Regions from separate parts of the Mus musculus genome. Here region 2 is linked to region 1. Evidence: chromatin contacts called from public HiChIP or PLAC-seq data. All regions are on one chromosome and are shown on one strand. The core of a region is the stretch at or near the end of the contact, and the rest is flanking DNA. Distances in the headings are between cores, read along the strand shown.

Evidence for each region. HiChIP or PLAC-seq counts read pairs in DNA pulled down with a chosen protein or histone mark.
Region 2: an H3K27ac HiChIP or PLAC-seq map of heart atrium shows a contact between it and region 1, with 7 times the contacts expected there. The contact joins two enhancer-like sites. A contact is called at or near these places in 3 of 15 datasets of contacts at CTCF or cohesin (the NIH/3T3 cell line, large pre-B cells and pro-B cells), 2 of 484 Hi-C or Micro-C datasets (both in bone marrow-derived macrophages), 5 of 115 datasets of contacts at active chromatin or transcription factors (astrocytes, embryonic basal ganglia, embryonic stem cells and 1 more) and 2 of 9 other capture datasets (adipose tissue and embryonic stem cells).

What each region holds. Positions count from the first base shown.
Region 1 is chr8:125,179,696-125,187,662 of GRCm38.p6, reverse strand. All of the region lies in intron 9 of Disc1 (disrupted in schizophrenia 1), which reads right to left. Among named protein-coding and RNA genes, the nearest start is that of Disc1, 130 kb to the right of the region's middle. Within about 2 kb of position 3,067, at least 30 of the 459 cell types and tissues checked have an H3K27ac peak or open chromatin away from gene starts, as enhancers often do. A contact at or near this core is called in heart atrium, where this site is marked.
Region 2 is chr8:125,365,789-125,373,755 of GRCm38.p6, reverse strand. No RefSeq gene overlaps it. Among named protein-coding and RNA genes, the nearest start is that of Gm30713, 16 kb to the left of the region's middle. Within about 2 kb of position 5,190, at least 38 of the 459 cell types and tissues checked have an H3K27ac peak or open chromatin away from gene starts, as enhancers often do. A contact at or near this core is called in heart atrium, where this site is marked.

The sequences.
Region 1 (7,967 bases), core at 1,818-4,317:
TCTTTTTGAGTCAGAGTATCTTGTTAGCCTGGAACTCAGCCTCTTGACTATAAATCCCTAGAGGTTCCAATGCCTCAGCCTCCCTAGCACTGGGATCACAAGCATGCGCCACCTCTGTCTGTCTGTCTGTCTGTCTGTCCCTTTCTTTCTCCCTCCCTCTCTCCCTCACCCCCCCCCTTCCCTCTCTCCTTTTACACTGGTCTTCATGCTTGCATAGCAAGCACTGAACCGAGAGAGCAACCTCCCAACATCTGGCCATCTCTCTCCACGTGGATCTGTCACCTGAGGAAGAGGCAGAGGCTCCCGAGGTGAGCCACAGCGGGTCATCACGCCAGCAATGGGAAATCACATGCAGGAGATTATCTTACAACGGCAAGGGAAGTATTAAAAGAGAAAGCTCATGTCAAAGCCAATTTATTAAATAATTGCTTATCTTGGGGCGCAGGGAACCTACCTCTGAAACCTGCACTTATCTTGGAGGCAGGCTGCCTCCCCAACAGAAGTCTGTCAGAGGCAGAAGAGGGGGAGGGGAGCGGTTCCATACGGATTTTCTTCTCCTGCCACCCTAAGCATTGTCAAGACCCAGCTCCTGTCGTCTGGGGTGGTTTAAAATAAAACTTTTCTTAAGAACAGATGGAAAGAGGGACACACAGGCAACAGTGGGCAAACAACGGCAGAGTGTCAAACAGTGACGACGGGAAAAGGAACGGAAAACAGACAGCAAACACTGGAGCCTCCTCCGAGACAGCGACCCACCCGGCACAGCCTTTCTGGAATGAAGCCCTTCTCTGTGCACAGTCCCCTCGTTCTGTAGTCGGCTAGGAACTGGAAGTAGGGTCCCGAGATCAAGAGTGATGTGCAGCTGTGTCTGATATCAGAAGAGCTGGGAGTCACAGGAGCTCCCAAGCAAATGAAGAAAAACCACTGCAACAAGAACCCACAGCATGGACACTTAAGATAGAGGTGGTGTGTGTGTGTGTGTCTGTGTCTCTGTGTGTATCTGTGTGTGTATCTCTGTGTGTGTCTGTCTTTCTGTGTATGTCTGTGTGTAAGTTTGTGTGTGTCTCTCTGTATTTGTGTGTGACTGTGTGTCTCTGTGTGTTTGTGTGTGTGTTTGTGTGTATGTGTCTGAGTGTGTCTCTGTGTGTACGTCTCTGTGTGTGTTTGGATATCTGTGTGCATGTCTGTGTGTGTCTGTATGTGGCTCTGTGTGTATGTGTGTGTCTTATGTGTTGTGTGTATTATATATGTATGTCTATGTGTATGGTGTGTCTGTGTGTCTGTATGTGTGGTGTGTCTGTATGTCTGTATGTGTGGTGTGCCTATGTGTGTCTGTGTGTGTGTCCACGTGTCTCTAGGTGTGTATGTGTGTGCGAGTGTGTATGTGTATGGTGTCTGTGTGTGTAATGTACCTCTGTGTGTGTGTGGTGTCTATGTGTGTAATGTGTGTGTGTGGTGTGTGTGTTTAACAATAATGAAAGTCAATGCTGAAGGAGGTAAAATACCTGTATAATTCAATGCACTGAGGGGTCAAGTACAAAAGTAAACATGACAGCGTCTTTCTGAGAGATGGGTACTGATCCTTCTACTAAGAGCACCCGACTTTCCAAGTTGCAATACAACACTGACATCTACAAATATGTTGGGCAATGTTCATAGCCTTCCTGAGCTCACCCATGGGCTAACAGATCAATAACACCTGCTAGACAAAGACACCCCCATGCCTGGGCCAATGGCTACTTCATGAGTCTCTCAGTGAGCGAAGGCTCAGTTGCTATCCACACAGTTACCTGATACATGATCTAAAACAACCAGGGGGTCCCTGGTATCTGCTCAGGAATGCTTAGGGGCCAGATAGCTATGGAACCTATGGTCTTGGGTTACCAGGGTGGCAGGCAAAGGTGTCTATTGAATAGATGCCATTGGGTGACCTAAAACATTTGAGCATTGCTTGCCATCCCCATGACCCCAGATACCACACCACTACACACACACCACACACACACATACACATATCTTCACATACACACTGACAGACATGCACACATACACACATACATATATACACTACACCTTCACACACACACACACACACTGAAACACACATGAACACACACTAAAATACACATGCACACACACACACACACAGAAACATACCATATAACTAAGATAGAAAGGGGTCATCGTTGGTGCCGGCAGTGGAAGGATCTATGAGGAGGGAAGGAGCCCCATGTAGAGGGGGTGGCAGAGGGTCTGGAGTTTAGGAACTCACTTCTCTGCCCATCCTGGAGCTCAGCCAGTGGCACATGGCTGCCTTCAAAACGCTCTACTCCCCACGATGTGTGATGTGTGGCATCTTGAGTTTGAGTCTGTCCCATCTTAATCACAGCCACCTATACAGGGATCTTAGAACTCGGTGGGCCTGGGAGAACCCTCCCTGAAGCCCAGTGACAGACTGTGACAGTGGATTCTGAAGTCTCCTGTTCCCCTTCCAAAGACAGTCTAAGCCATGTTGGCAATGTGAGGGTTAATGGCCACAAAGACAAGTCTTTACTAAGCCACACCCACATTAGGTCACACCCCTACACTAAGCCACACCCACATTAAGCCACACCCCTATTCTCATTGCTGCCTCACCTGGATTCCTACTTCAATAGAAATGATCATCCTCTGGGAGGGCTTAAAAATCTTTGTTCCTAGGGCCAGCAGGATGGCTCACATGCATGTGCCATGTCACATGAACCCCTACATATATACACCCCCCCCCACACACACACACAGGTCAAATAAGTAACTTACTTTCTAAGAAAATCTAACAGCACTGTAGGAGAGGAAAACAGCCAGCCAGTGGGTCACACAACAACAACAACAACCATGAACTGCAGGGCTGAGTGCCTGAGACCCAGCGTCCTCAGCCTTTTACCAGGCTTGGAGATGAATTCCTCCTGCCCCACAGCTCTGCCAGCAGCCTAATTAATTAAAGCAATCAGTTTGGGGTTCCCCGCGGCTGGCACGGGAGCTTTGAGCTTCTCCTTGGTGCCTGGCTCATGCCTCTATTATTACCTTTTAAACGCAGCTCCAACCACTCACTGTACAGAGTCCTCTGTACAGGGAACCTCAAAGGCATCGACCCAAGTCTGTGCCGAACAGGAGCCGCAAAGGCATCTTCGTCAATCTTTCTTTAAATCTTCACTTCCTGCCACAAGGACAGGTCAATTGACGACCAACTAGACAAGTGGAAAAGCAATGTAAGGTTCTGAAAGAGGGTTTAAATAAAATATCCCTTGTCATCAAGCCTGTTAAGAAGATAGATGTCTCAAGGCAGGTGCGCAGAGGGTACAGGACCCGGCACAACCGCTCAGAGCCAAGAGCCAGGATGGAGAGGATGCTCAAAAGGCATGCAGCTGTGCTGATGTATCTGTTACTTTATTCTGTGTTTTACAAGAGAAAGATTGAGTCTCTCAAGGTGACAGACGAGCTCCCAGAATGCCCCTCTCTTGGAGTTTCTCTGTGACTGGCTCCCAGCAGCAGCGAGAGCCTCGGCTGGTGAGCTTCACCACAGCGCCCTCTTGTGGCCATAGTCCGGGTGGCGCTGCTCCTGATCCCTTCCTGAGAGTTCACTCCTGGCTCTAATTACAACTTATTTACAACCCTTCTCACTCCTGGTTTTAATCACAACTTAGTTACAATCCTTCACCCGGGTTACAAGGGGAGTCCAGTCCGTGCAGAGCACGGTAGCTCGGGTAGAGTTGTGTTTTCTTCCCTTTTTTTTTTCTTTGTAGTTTCCTACCATCCTTCTTCCTGCCTCTTCTTCTAAGATCTGGCTGAGAAGCCAGCAGCCAGGTCAGACTTCCCATCCTCTAAGATGGCATCTCCCTCCAGTGGCCCACATCTTGAGAAGATCCTGTATATAACTTCGGGACAAAGGGACCACTGGCCCAGAGCTGCCCCTCACCCGTAGAGGTTCTGTGCACTGTTTGTAAAAGAGAGACTGGATCACAAGGGGAGGTGCCTGAGGAACGCAGAGCTGTGAGGAGGAAGCAGAAATTCAGTGTGTGTGGCCTGCAGGGCTAGGCAGGCATGCCAAGCTGTGTACTGCTATGCCAACACAAGTATATATTAGGTGAAAAGATAACTTTCTCTTGAAAGATTCATCATCCTTAGTAGTATTACTCTTTTAAGACATCCCAGTGCTCACTGGACTAAAGATTCTTGGTCTGGGCAGTGGTGGTGTACACCTTTGATCCCAGCACTCAGGAGGCAGGGAATCTCTGTGAGTTTGAGTCCAGCCTGACCTACGTAACAAGCTCTAGGACAGTCAAGACTACGGAGAAAGACCCTGCCTCAAAAGGAAGTTATAACCGGACAAAGACTTGATCGACCCCCTTCTGTGTGAGTCTCTGGGATCTTTTCGCTCTGTCAGCTTCCCTTACACGGTGATAGAGACACAAGCCAGTGTGGAGACGGTAACTGGCCTGTATGCTCAGGGTGCTCAGGGGTCTTTCCAGACATGAAGACTGAGAGTAGTAAATATGCTTCAGAGGCAGACAAGGAGTGTCACACAGACTCAGTTCTGGGAAAGCTTACTGGGCACATACACAGAATGTTACTCAGGCATTCCCTCCGGGCTGGAGAGCCAGCCCAGCAGAGAAGAGCACCTACTGCTCTTGCAGAAGACATGAGTTCTGTTCTCAGTATCCGGATCAGGAAGCTCACAACCACCTATAATTCTAGCTCCAGGGTTTCTGATGCCCCCTTCTGGCTTCCATGATACCTGAACTCACGTGCTGGAGAACTCATTCATTCTCTCTCTCTCTCTCTCTCTCTCTCTCTCTCTCTCTCACACACACACACACACACACACACACTCTTAAACTTAAGATAAATCTTTTTTAAATTTCCTCTTACAAGGAGCAGGGAAACTCGTGAAACCTACAGGACTCCCAGGCTCCTTCTCAAGGCTGTATCATCAACCAACAACTGCCCACTAGAGGAGACTCATCAGTCTATGAGGAACTGCAGAAGTGCAGCTTCTGAGAGTCCTCGCCCACGACAGGGTGGGAATTCTTCAGCCCCTCAGTCTCTGTGCCCCATGCATGTAACCCTGATAGACTCACTGGCTCACCAGACTGGACTTGCATGGAACTGTCTGGGGGACCTGGGCCCTCTCTGGGTTAATAGACATTCTCTAGCCTCAAGTTCTTCTCTGGCACAGGGCCTCACAGGTGTCTCTCTCAGTTTCAGTGATGGTCCCAGGGACATGGGTAGACACAGGACTGGCTCTGCTCTATCCCCACACATGGCGTTGTCCCCAACTAGATACACTGAAAAACTTCCAGAAGAGACTAGTTCAGACCAAGATCCCAATCCTAATGGTCAAATTTTTATCAATGGACTAACTATAAATAACAATAATAATTATTTCAAACCTGAAAAAAAAAGAAGTTTGGTTGTTTTCACCAAAATATAATATGGAGCTGGGCCAGCAAGAGGCTCGGCAGATAAAGGGGCTTGCTGACAAGCTGGATCACCTGAGTTTCATCCCTGAAACACAAGTGGCAGAAGGAGAGAACCTGCTCCTACAGGCTGTTCTCTGAGCACACATGCACTATGGCACGTGTGTGCACATGGGAAAGAAACAGATAACTAGAAAGAGCACAGAGCTAAGCTCAGTTGTACCCCGTGTTCAGCCCACCACACTCAAGGCCCTGAGCTCAATGTCCGCTGACACATACAGAAGAGAAAGAATTCACACCTGAGGAGAGAGGGGGATTTAATCAGATTTAAGTATTCCACTCGTGGTGGGACACCACATGGTACTCTGCAAATGTGTGATATCTTCATGCTTTTATGATCAGTGGAAAAAAATAAATTTAAATTTGAGAAATAAAATATCTGTCTTAGAATATTTATAATACTGCTTTGTTTTACAGAATAAACCACGGGTGCAGAAGGAGAGACCAGATACCATGTTCTAACCATGTTTATGCAATAAGCCCTTTGCCCACTGAGATATCTCCCAGCCTAATGTGTATAGCATGTAATTTAAAAAAATACACTATTGCCTTTGCCCGTGTCCTCAGCCCTGGGGCTGCCACCCTTGCTCTGGCCCCTCTCCGTTTTTGTTTTTGTTTTTTTTTTCTTGTTCCTCCCAGGTTAGCTCCACCTAGCCTCCATCATCCACATGGTCTCTCTCTCTCTCTCTCTCTCTCTCTCTCTCTCTCTCTCTCTCTCCCTCCACCTTTGCTCCATGGATGAAAAACACTCAGACAGCTTTATTACTTTAGAATTTGCCTGTTAACACAATTGCTGAGCACAGAATCTCCTGCCCTAAACTTATTGACTAGCTTCCTTCAACCTCCTTTGCTATGAGCTGGTGGTGGAAGCCACCTGGTTCTACCTTCCCCAAGATCTTGCATGATTCTTTTGTGCGTCTCCTTCCAAAGCCTGGCCAGAAACCGCCTTCTCTTTCCCTGCATCTCTTTTTCCTCCTGGGACCAGGAAGGACCTGTCCCTTCCACCCAGCAATTGGCTCCCGACCTCCTTTATCAACTAAGTCAAGAATCAATTAGGGAACCAGAGTTTAGTATCAGCACCTCTCCCTATGAGACAGAGAGAGAGAGAGAGAGAGAGAGAGAGAGAGAGAGAGAGAGAGAGTTTTGATACAGGGTCTCATTATATAGCTCACGCTAGCCTGGAACTCAAGATCCTCTTATGTCTCCCATGGACTCAGCATTCTAATCTGGCCATGCAGCCATGGAGGCAACTTCTGCCTGAGGACCTAATTGAAGACTGTCTGAGAGCCTAAAGATTGGTGATGCAGACAATGACAGCCAATCGGGAACTGCCACTTGGAAGACATGCTTGCTTGGGACCAGTGGGATGCAGTGGAGGATATAAAGGGTGCTCCCCAAGAATTAATAACTAAGTTCACTGTGTTCTCGCCTGCTCCCCCATCTGAGCCATTGATTTCAAGCCTTCTCACCCGCTGCCCCCAAGACAGTTGCCGGGCAGGACAGCAGGACTCATGCCATCTACACTACATCTCGGGGCAGCAGACAGAGTCTGGCTGCTTAGTCCTCTTACCCTTCTGAAGATGGGGACCAAAAGACTCATTACAAAGAACAGATGGAATGGCAAAGACCCCAGCGCTGGAAAGACACAGCGATCTGCCTCCTGACAGCTTTATGATTCAATCTCCCCAAAGGATCTGCAAGAGACCCTACCATCTTATTAAAAATCAGGGTCCGAATTTATCTGAGTTTGACATGAAACTATATTTTCATTAAAAAGTTTTATAAACCGTGTCAATCATAATGGAATTCTTATTAGTCTGGTGGTTTTTGGCAATGAGCCTGTAGACCCCGAGGGGACTTCGGTATGAACTTTGTACGTACTGTGATGACGGGACACTCTTTCATCACTAATGATGTATTTGTCTTTTACTACCCACTAATCAAGTGGCTGTTTGTCTTATATACCCCTCACTAAGTAGACTGACAACCTCTATCATGCACTACCCACACGCCCACTGCAGATGGGAAACCGGCACATGCTAGCAATCAACCATCAGTATGCGCACGGGCGTGTCTCACTCATAGGCCTCAGTTTCCCCACAATGGACCACTAATGTGGGACACGGGCTAAATGATATTTATATAGTACTCAGAGCGTTTCTGTTGGGGAAGGGCTTTGGTGAGTGACAGGAACATCACCATCCTATGTCACAAATCACATTAAGACTATTACAGCCATGACTTAGCAAATCTGTCTACTGGGCTGATATATTTCCAAAAGCAACATGTCTGTCCAAATGTTCGCTGGGTCCCTGGAGGCTCTGAGGAAGCCAGAGAGGACCTACTGGGGAGCTGTTCTTTGAGCAGGGAGGACCTGCTAAGGCGCTGTTCTTTGGGCTTGCCTATGGCAACATTTGTAGAAAGAGAAGAAAGTTAAGCTGAAGACTTTCT
Region 2 (7,967 bases), core at 3,941-6,440, 180 kb before region 1:
TTCCCTGTGGCCTCCTCTTCTCCCCTCTTCCTGATCCCCAAATAGTCTGTGTTCTACTTTTTTTTCTAGACTCTAGTTTATTTTTCTATTTTTCATATATGTGTGGTGTCAATGTGTATATGCATATTTATGTGTGCGTATGTGTGTGCATGTATGTGTATGTACATATATGTATATGCATGTGTGTATGAGTATGTATATGTATGTTCATGTGAGTATGTGTGCATGTATGTATGTGCATGCATGGGTGTATAAGTGTATGTGTGTGTGTATATGCTTGTGCATGTATGTGTGTCTATGTACTTGTGTGTGCATGTATGTATGTGAGTGTGTGTATATATGTGTGTGAGAGTATGTGTGTGTGTGTGTGTGTGTGTGTGTGTGTGTGTGTGTATACACTGAAGGCCTGAGATTGATGTTGGGAGTCATCCTCTATCATTCTTCTACCTTATATATTGAGGTAGGGTCTCTCAATAAAACTCAGAGCTCATTGATATGGTTAGTCTTGCTAGCCAGCTTTGTGACACTGGTGATTCCCTACCTCTGTCTTCTGAGGGTGGACTTACAGGTAGACTATCTCACCCACCCAATATGTACATGGGTTCTGGGGCCCCAGACTCCAATCCACACACTTGCACAGCAAGCACTCAGTTCCTGAGCCATCTCCTAGTTCCAAGGCTTCTTCCATGTCTTAGTACTGGAGCAACCCTTATACACAGATGTACAGCAGTCGATGGTGTGTCGACCCAGAGTAGGGCACTTGGGTCAGATAGTGCATTTTAGATGTCTTAGGAGTCTCCACACCAGTCCCACAGTGGCTGCCCCAGTTTCCCTTCCGACCGAGAATGAAACCCTGACTTTCAGTGTTAGCTTAAGGATGCACCACAACTTCAGGTCCCAAGTCAACCAGCAAGTGGAAAGAACTGGTCTGAACTGGTCTGAACTTGTCTATAGGAAACAGACAGGAATGACAGATACTTGACAGTCCACACCTCCCTCTCGCACTTATCAAAGCTTGTTTCTGTGTGTTTAGTCATGAGCTGGGTTGGAGGAATGGGGTTCTTACATGCCTACGTCATATTTCATGTTCCTTCTTGTAAAATATATTTATACCCAAACCTAACAAAACATTATTATTACTATAGTTCACCCACCTTTGGAGTAGTTTTATTGTAAAAAGCACTTCACAGTAATCAGGTTCTTTGAATCAACCTAGTTAGGCAACGTTTGTGGTCTGTGTGCCTCTATAGTAGATATGAAACCCCAGTTCCACAAGTTTCAGTCTGGGGGTGCATCTGGACTAATGTTGAAGCATTTGCATATGAGCTTTTGAAAAAGCCATGGTTCTCCAAAAAGAAAGTTTGAGTCTAGAACCATTCCTGACGTGAAAGGTTCCTACTGGGCTGTCTTTCATGCACAGAAGATTGTATGGGTGATGCAGCTGTGATGTTCAGCCTCATTATACGCACTCTGGAAGGGTATAAACAGAGGCATCCTAATACCCAGTGCTCACACCTGACCTGTGATGGTGTACCATACCCAGTGCTCACACCTGACATGTGATGGTGTAACATACCCAGTGCTCACACCTGACATGTGATGGTGTAACATACCCAGTGCTCACACCTGACCTGTGACAGTGTACTATACCCAGTGCTCACACCTGACATGTGATGGTGTAACATACCCAGTGCTCACACCTGACATGTGATGGTGTAACATACTCAGTGCTCACACCTGACCTGTGATGGTGTACCATACCCAGTGCTCACACCTGACCTGTGGCAGTGTAACATACCCAGTGTTCACACCTGACATGTGATGGTGTAACATACCCAGTGCTCACACCTGACCTGTGATGGTGTAACATACCCAGTGCTCACACCTGACACATGACAATGTAACCTCTCTCTGTAAGGGAGCAGTCTGCCAGGAGACTTTAGGAAACAGCACAAAGCCTGCCCAAACGTGAAGCTGGGCACAGGGTCACCTGCATCATTATCCACTCTCAGCATGAGTATTTTCCTCCAGAGTGGTGTGAAAGAAAGAAAGAAAGAAGTCATGCCCACTAAAGCTGATTGGCTGATTAGCACTTCAGTGGTGCAGAGGTTGGGATGTGGGCATTCTAGAGGTAAATTATCTTGAGGAATCCTTGGCCCCTGACTTGTTGTGCTCCTCTGTACTTGATCTAACATCTTTTGTGACGGTCCTAGTCAGGGTCACCAATATGAGGAAACACCACGACCAAAAGCAAGTTGGAGGGGAAGGGTTTATTTGCCTTACACGGTCATCTCACGGTCCATCACTAATGGAAGTTGCAACAGGCACTCAAGCAGGGCTGGAACCTGGAGGCAGGAGCAGAGGCACAGGCCGTGGAGGGTGCTGCTGACTCCCTTGTTCCCTCTGGCTTGATCAGCCTGCTTTCTTGTAGAACTCAGGACCACCAGCCCAGGGATGGCACCACACACGATGAACTGGCCCTTCCCATAGCAATGGCTGATTAAGAAAATGCCCTACAGCTGGATCTGATGGAGACATTTCTTAACTGAGGTTCCCTTCTAGAGGATGGCTCCAGCTTGGGTCAAGTTGACATAGAGCTATCCAGCACAGTGACCATTGGGTAAATCTTTTGGAATGTACAGACCTCTAGCTCTGCCAACCCCAAAGCTAGGAATGTTGTCCGATAGCATCTGCGACCTATATATAGAAAAGCTTTCCCCATAGTGCCGTAACCAGCTCTGATGTTTCTATCAACCAATGTATTTGGATGTACGACTTTATTCAGTTACCATAAAAACTTTATGCGGGCTGGAGAGATGGCTCAGAGGTTAAGAGCACTGACTGCTCTTCCAGAGGTCCTGAGTTCAAGTCCCAGCAACCACATGGTGGCTCACAACCATCCATAATGAGATCTGATGCCCTCTTCTGGTGTGTCTGAAGACAGCTACAGTGTACTTACATAAAATAAATAAATAAATCTTAAAAAAAAAAAAAACAACTTTATGCAGTGGTTATCGTGTCGGAACATAGAATTTGGGTGACCTGTATTGCCTGGATTCATCCCCAACACTTCCAAAAAGAAAAAAAAAAAAGTCAACAGAAGAAAAGCTCTGTCTCAAATCAGGCCACGGAGATTATTTGTAAATGTGCAGCCGGGCCTTGGGGGACTTGGAACGCTACAGTGGCAAGCAGCTAGTGTTTGTTTTTAATCGTTCCTTCTCCGGCTCACTTTCTCTTAGCCAGACAAAGTTTATAAACTTGGGGCAGCTCTGCATTTCCCCCCAAGACATTTTCAGGCTGTAGTTCTGGGACTCTAGCTGATGAGGAACATTCCAGAACTACCATCCTCCTGCCATCAAGGGCCGTGAGGGTGACTGAAAGAAAATTGGTTGGCTTGTCTCCCTGGCTCTACCTTGAGGACATGCTTGCTTCTACTTCCCATTCCATTTATTATTGATAGGCTGTTTATTTTCCTCACTTCCATGAGACTTACAATCCGAATGAATCGCTCTGGCTCTTGGCTGGGGGAGGGGAAGCGCTTTCTGCTGTAACTCACTGATCCCTGCATAGGGCACTAAAGGGGATGGGGACTTGAGGGGTGGGAGGAGGTGCCGTCAAGCTGGGACAGGGGTAGGGGCATGCATAGGTTTAGGTCTTACAGTGACTCAGCTGAACACCCCAGGCAGCCAGCTCCAGAAGGCCCATAATTCTCAAGGTCACAGCCCTCCAGAGTTGGCTGGGGATTAAGTCAGTCTCCTGGGAGCCCTTCATGTGCAAGTTCCTTTGTTTAATAGAAGGAGAAAGGCCTGGCGGGTTGCCTTTCCTGCCAGCGGAGGGAGGGCTGGGAATAAGTTCTTTCTTAGTCCCAGTGGGTTAGGGACAACAGAGAAGTAAAGTGCCCTCTAAGGCACCGGAGACATGTCCGTCTGTCAGTCCATGTGTGCCTCTGGGTCTCAGTCTGCCCCCAACTCCACACCAACCCCTTCATAAGCACCCATGAGGAAGAACTGGCCCAGAAGTGCAACCTTGACCCTGGCCTTCTTGGTCCTCCATAGAGAGGCATGGAGTAAACATGGCTGTGCAGTGCTTTCCCACAGGCTATGACACTGTACGTCCTGGGGACTTCCCCATGCTCTGCGGAGATCCCAGGGACTTGGCTGGTTTTTGATGTCAACTTGAGACAGGTAAGACTCATCTGGGAAGAGGGACCCTTAAGTGAGAAAATGCCCTCCCCACCCCCACAACTCCCATTGGTCTGTGGAACCTTTTCTTTTCTTTTTTTTTTTTTTTTTTAAAGATTTATTTATTTATTACATGTAAGTACACTGTAGCTGTCTTCAGAAGAGGGTGTCAGATCTCGTTACAGATGGTTGTGAGCCACCATGTGGTTGCTGGGATTTGAACTCTGGACCTTCGGAAGAGCAGTCGGGTGCTCTTACCCACTGAGCCACCTTTTCTTGATTAATGGGTGATGTGCATAGGCCCATCCCGGGGGATCCTGGACGGTAGAAGAAAAGAAAGAAGGCAAAACGAACCACCAGGAACAAGACAATAGCAGTACTCCTCCGTGGCTTCTGTCTCAGTTTCTGCCTCCAAGTTCCTGCTTTACTCCTGCCTGACTCCATGCAGTGATGGATAGTTACCCGCAAGTATAAGCAGAATCAAACCCTTTCCTCTTCCAGTTTCCTTTGGTCAAGGTGTTTGATCACAGCACTAGAAACCCTAAGACGTTCCTGCTCACTGAGAGCCACAGCTGTGGCTCCTCTCAGTTCCTACTGCTTCTAGGGTCTTGGAGTCCTGAGCTGCTTCTACTCTGGGGCCTGGATGGCAGCAGTGGACCCTCCAGACTTTCTCACACATTACCTGGAGACTGACTTCCTCAAGTTGACGCCAAATGGCCTCTTGGACTGGCCTGGCTGCCAAGTGTGAGCAAGCACAGGGTGTGAGTTTTGCCCTTAGAGACCCAGGTCTGAACTGCACAGCCAGGAGTGGAGGAGGAGAAAGAAGGGCTCTCTCTCTCTCTCTCTCTCTCTCTCTCTCTCTCTCTCTCTCTCTCTTTCCCTCTCTCTCTCTGAAATGCAGTTCCCTGGAGGGAGGCCTCAAGGGTTCCCAGCCCAGCAGGAAGTGAACTGGTCTGGGTCCAGTCCTGAAAGGAGAGAAGGCAGCCCTGAAGGCTTATCAGACCTCAGCCAAGCTAAAGCTTGGCTCCCGGAGGACCTGAGGGAAGCCAGGTTTGGCTTGCCTCAGGCCAGCCCTACCCAAATCCCCGGAGGCAGCAAACCCCCAACACTATCAAAATACAGTCCATAAATAAAGCCTCCTTGGCAGCCAGCTCTGGGCTGGAAATAGAGTCCCCCTGGAGTGACCTTTCCAGACAAATGCTGGAACTGAAGGTCAAAAGAACCTTCTAAAGTGACAGAGGGGCGGCAGGTGCTTGCAGGACATGGAGATGTTTCCCACAAATTCATATGTTAGAACATTTGGACCCCAGCTGGTGGCCCTGTCTTGGGACTTTGTAGAGCCTTTAGGAGGGGCAGGGTGCATACCTGCTTCTCTCTTACTTCCCCATCTGCCATCTGTGAGAAGCTCGCTGTAAGGTCCCACTGCCATGGCTTCCCTGCCTTGAGACTGCGAGGAGACCATGCGCCAAAATAACCCTGTCTTCTTATAAGTCCACCCTCCGCTATTTCGTCATAGAAAAACCTGAGTCCTTAACAGACCCAGCCCTGCTGATGAGGGTTTCAATCAAAGTGTCCAGGCCTTACAGATTTGACCATCCCTGCCCGACACTGGAGACTTCCCTAAATACCTAGTAAAGCAGTGGGTCAGAAGTCAATGCCTCATCTGTCCCCAGCATGGGGACAGGGGGAGATCTGGCTCTGCCCTAAAGAAGCAGAGGCCAAAGGGAACCTGCTTCTGCTCTGTGAGTGTCACAGTCTGAGGAAGGCAGACACAGACTAGATGGATGAAGAGACCTGTAGAGACCAAGGGTGGGAGGCACAGCCTGGAGGAGGCTGTCTGAGGAGGGACCTTACACAAGCAGAGCAAGCACGGGTGGTGAAGGAGTCAAGCTGTGTCGATCTGAGTGAGAGGGCAACCTGGGAGAGGAAGGGCCAGGCTCACAGATGGGACTGGGTAGGGCACAGGGTTTAGGATACCACTGGAGTGCCACCTGTGAGCTGGCAGGCTGATGTGTTCCCCCACCCCTACCTGGCTGACTACTCACTGAATTTGAGATTTACACACCAGAGTAAACTACAGAGCTGCTGTTGGGAGAGGCTGCACTCCTCCTGCCTCATGACCTCACAGCCTCAGAGACTCATAGATAGATGTCTGTAGCTCCCGTACCTCGTGTCCTTATGAGTGTCCCTTGAGCTGTTTGTGAGTATGTGAGTGTGTGAAAGAGAGAGACAGAGGTAGAGACAGAGAAAGGGAGAGGGAGAGAGACAGACAGAGACAGAGAGAAAAGGAGGGAGAGAGGGGGAAGGAAGGCACATAAGTACATGCATGCACACAAACGTGTGCACACACACATGTACACATGTATGAGCACATGCAACAAACCCCAACATAGCCAGCTGAGTGGTCTCCACAACTGGGTGTCCTGACCTCCCAGCACTGTCCTTTTATGACCTGCTTGCTCTCCAGGAGAGATATGGCCTGGAACCTATGCCTCCCCTTGCATACTGTCTTCGGTCCTCTCTGAAGACAGAGCAGATGGCCAGACCTCCTTCTCAGTACTCCAGGTGAGGTTAGCTTGGCTCTAGAGGAACAATGCCATAGCTCTCTCTGGGGAACGTTACTGAGCATTGCGGCCCCTAGAACTGCAGCAGGGAGATGCAGATAGAACAGAATGGGAAAGCAGGTCTCCTCAGGAGGCTGTGGAGGCCTCTGCTTATCCTCCATGGCCTGCACCCTTGTTAGATCTTTATTCACCTACAGCATCAGCCTTGAAAGCCAATGACTTTCCAACAGCCAAGGATGCTTGCCAAGGTTTGCATTGGGCCTGGCCTTTGCAGATATCATTCACATCTTCTCACAGAAGTGGCATGTAGGCAGCGTCACAGACTCCTGCTCCACAGCTGGATAAACGGATGCTAGACAGATATACTACTTTCCCAGGGGTGCAGAATATGGCTGGAAGCTGTGTCCTGCTCTAGTCTACCGTCAGTTGGATACCTATACAAGGCCTGCACAAGATCAAGCCAGCTAAAATTCCATCATGGGCAGGAGAAGCACTCACCAAGTCCCACCCCCAGCTGAGGAACTTTTGACAGTGTCATCCCTAGGCAGGTGGGCCTGGGCAGGTTGTCTGAGAAAGCCAATGGCATAGGCCAGGAAGTGTGTCAGCAAACACCATTCATCTGTAGGTTCTGTGCCAAGCTCCTGCTTCAGTTCCGGCCCAACTTCCCTTAGGAATGAACTGTGACCTGGAAATGTGAGCTTCCAAATAAATCCTTCTCTCCCCTAAGTTGCTTTTGGTCCTGATAATTATCACAGGAGCAGAAGAGCAAACCAGAACACATGTATAAATGTTTCAAACAACAAATAAGGTACATATTAAAAAATTAAGCACACTTTAGCCATTTGTAGTCAAGTGAATGTCAGCCCTTTCTACACAAGAAACAGCTTTTGATGGACGGAAAGATCTCAGCCCTAGAAGCCCATGAACAAAGGGAAGGAGTCTGGAATGAAAGTGGACACTGCCATGTGCAGAGCTCCTCCCTGGGATCAGGGCTTCCTTGGTATTATTCCTTCCAGGATCCGCATTCTGAGAGACAAGGCAAGAAGGCTTCTATCGATGAAACAATCGTTACCGTTACCGTCAGGTTCCAGGATGCTGCAAGCTCCCAGCCACAAGACTGTTCCTGAAGGTCACTTCAGATGGCCGCGAGGGGGCCTGAGTTACATTTTCTCATTGCGAATCAATTGCAGAAGCCTACAGACCTGCTGATGAGGCATCTGCT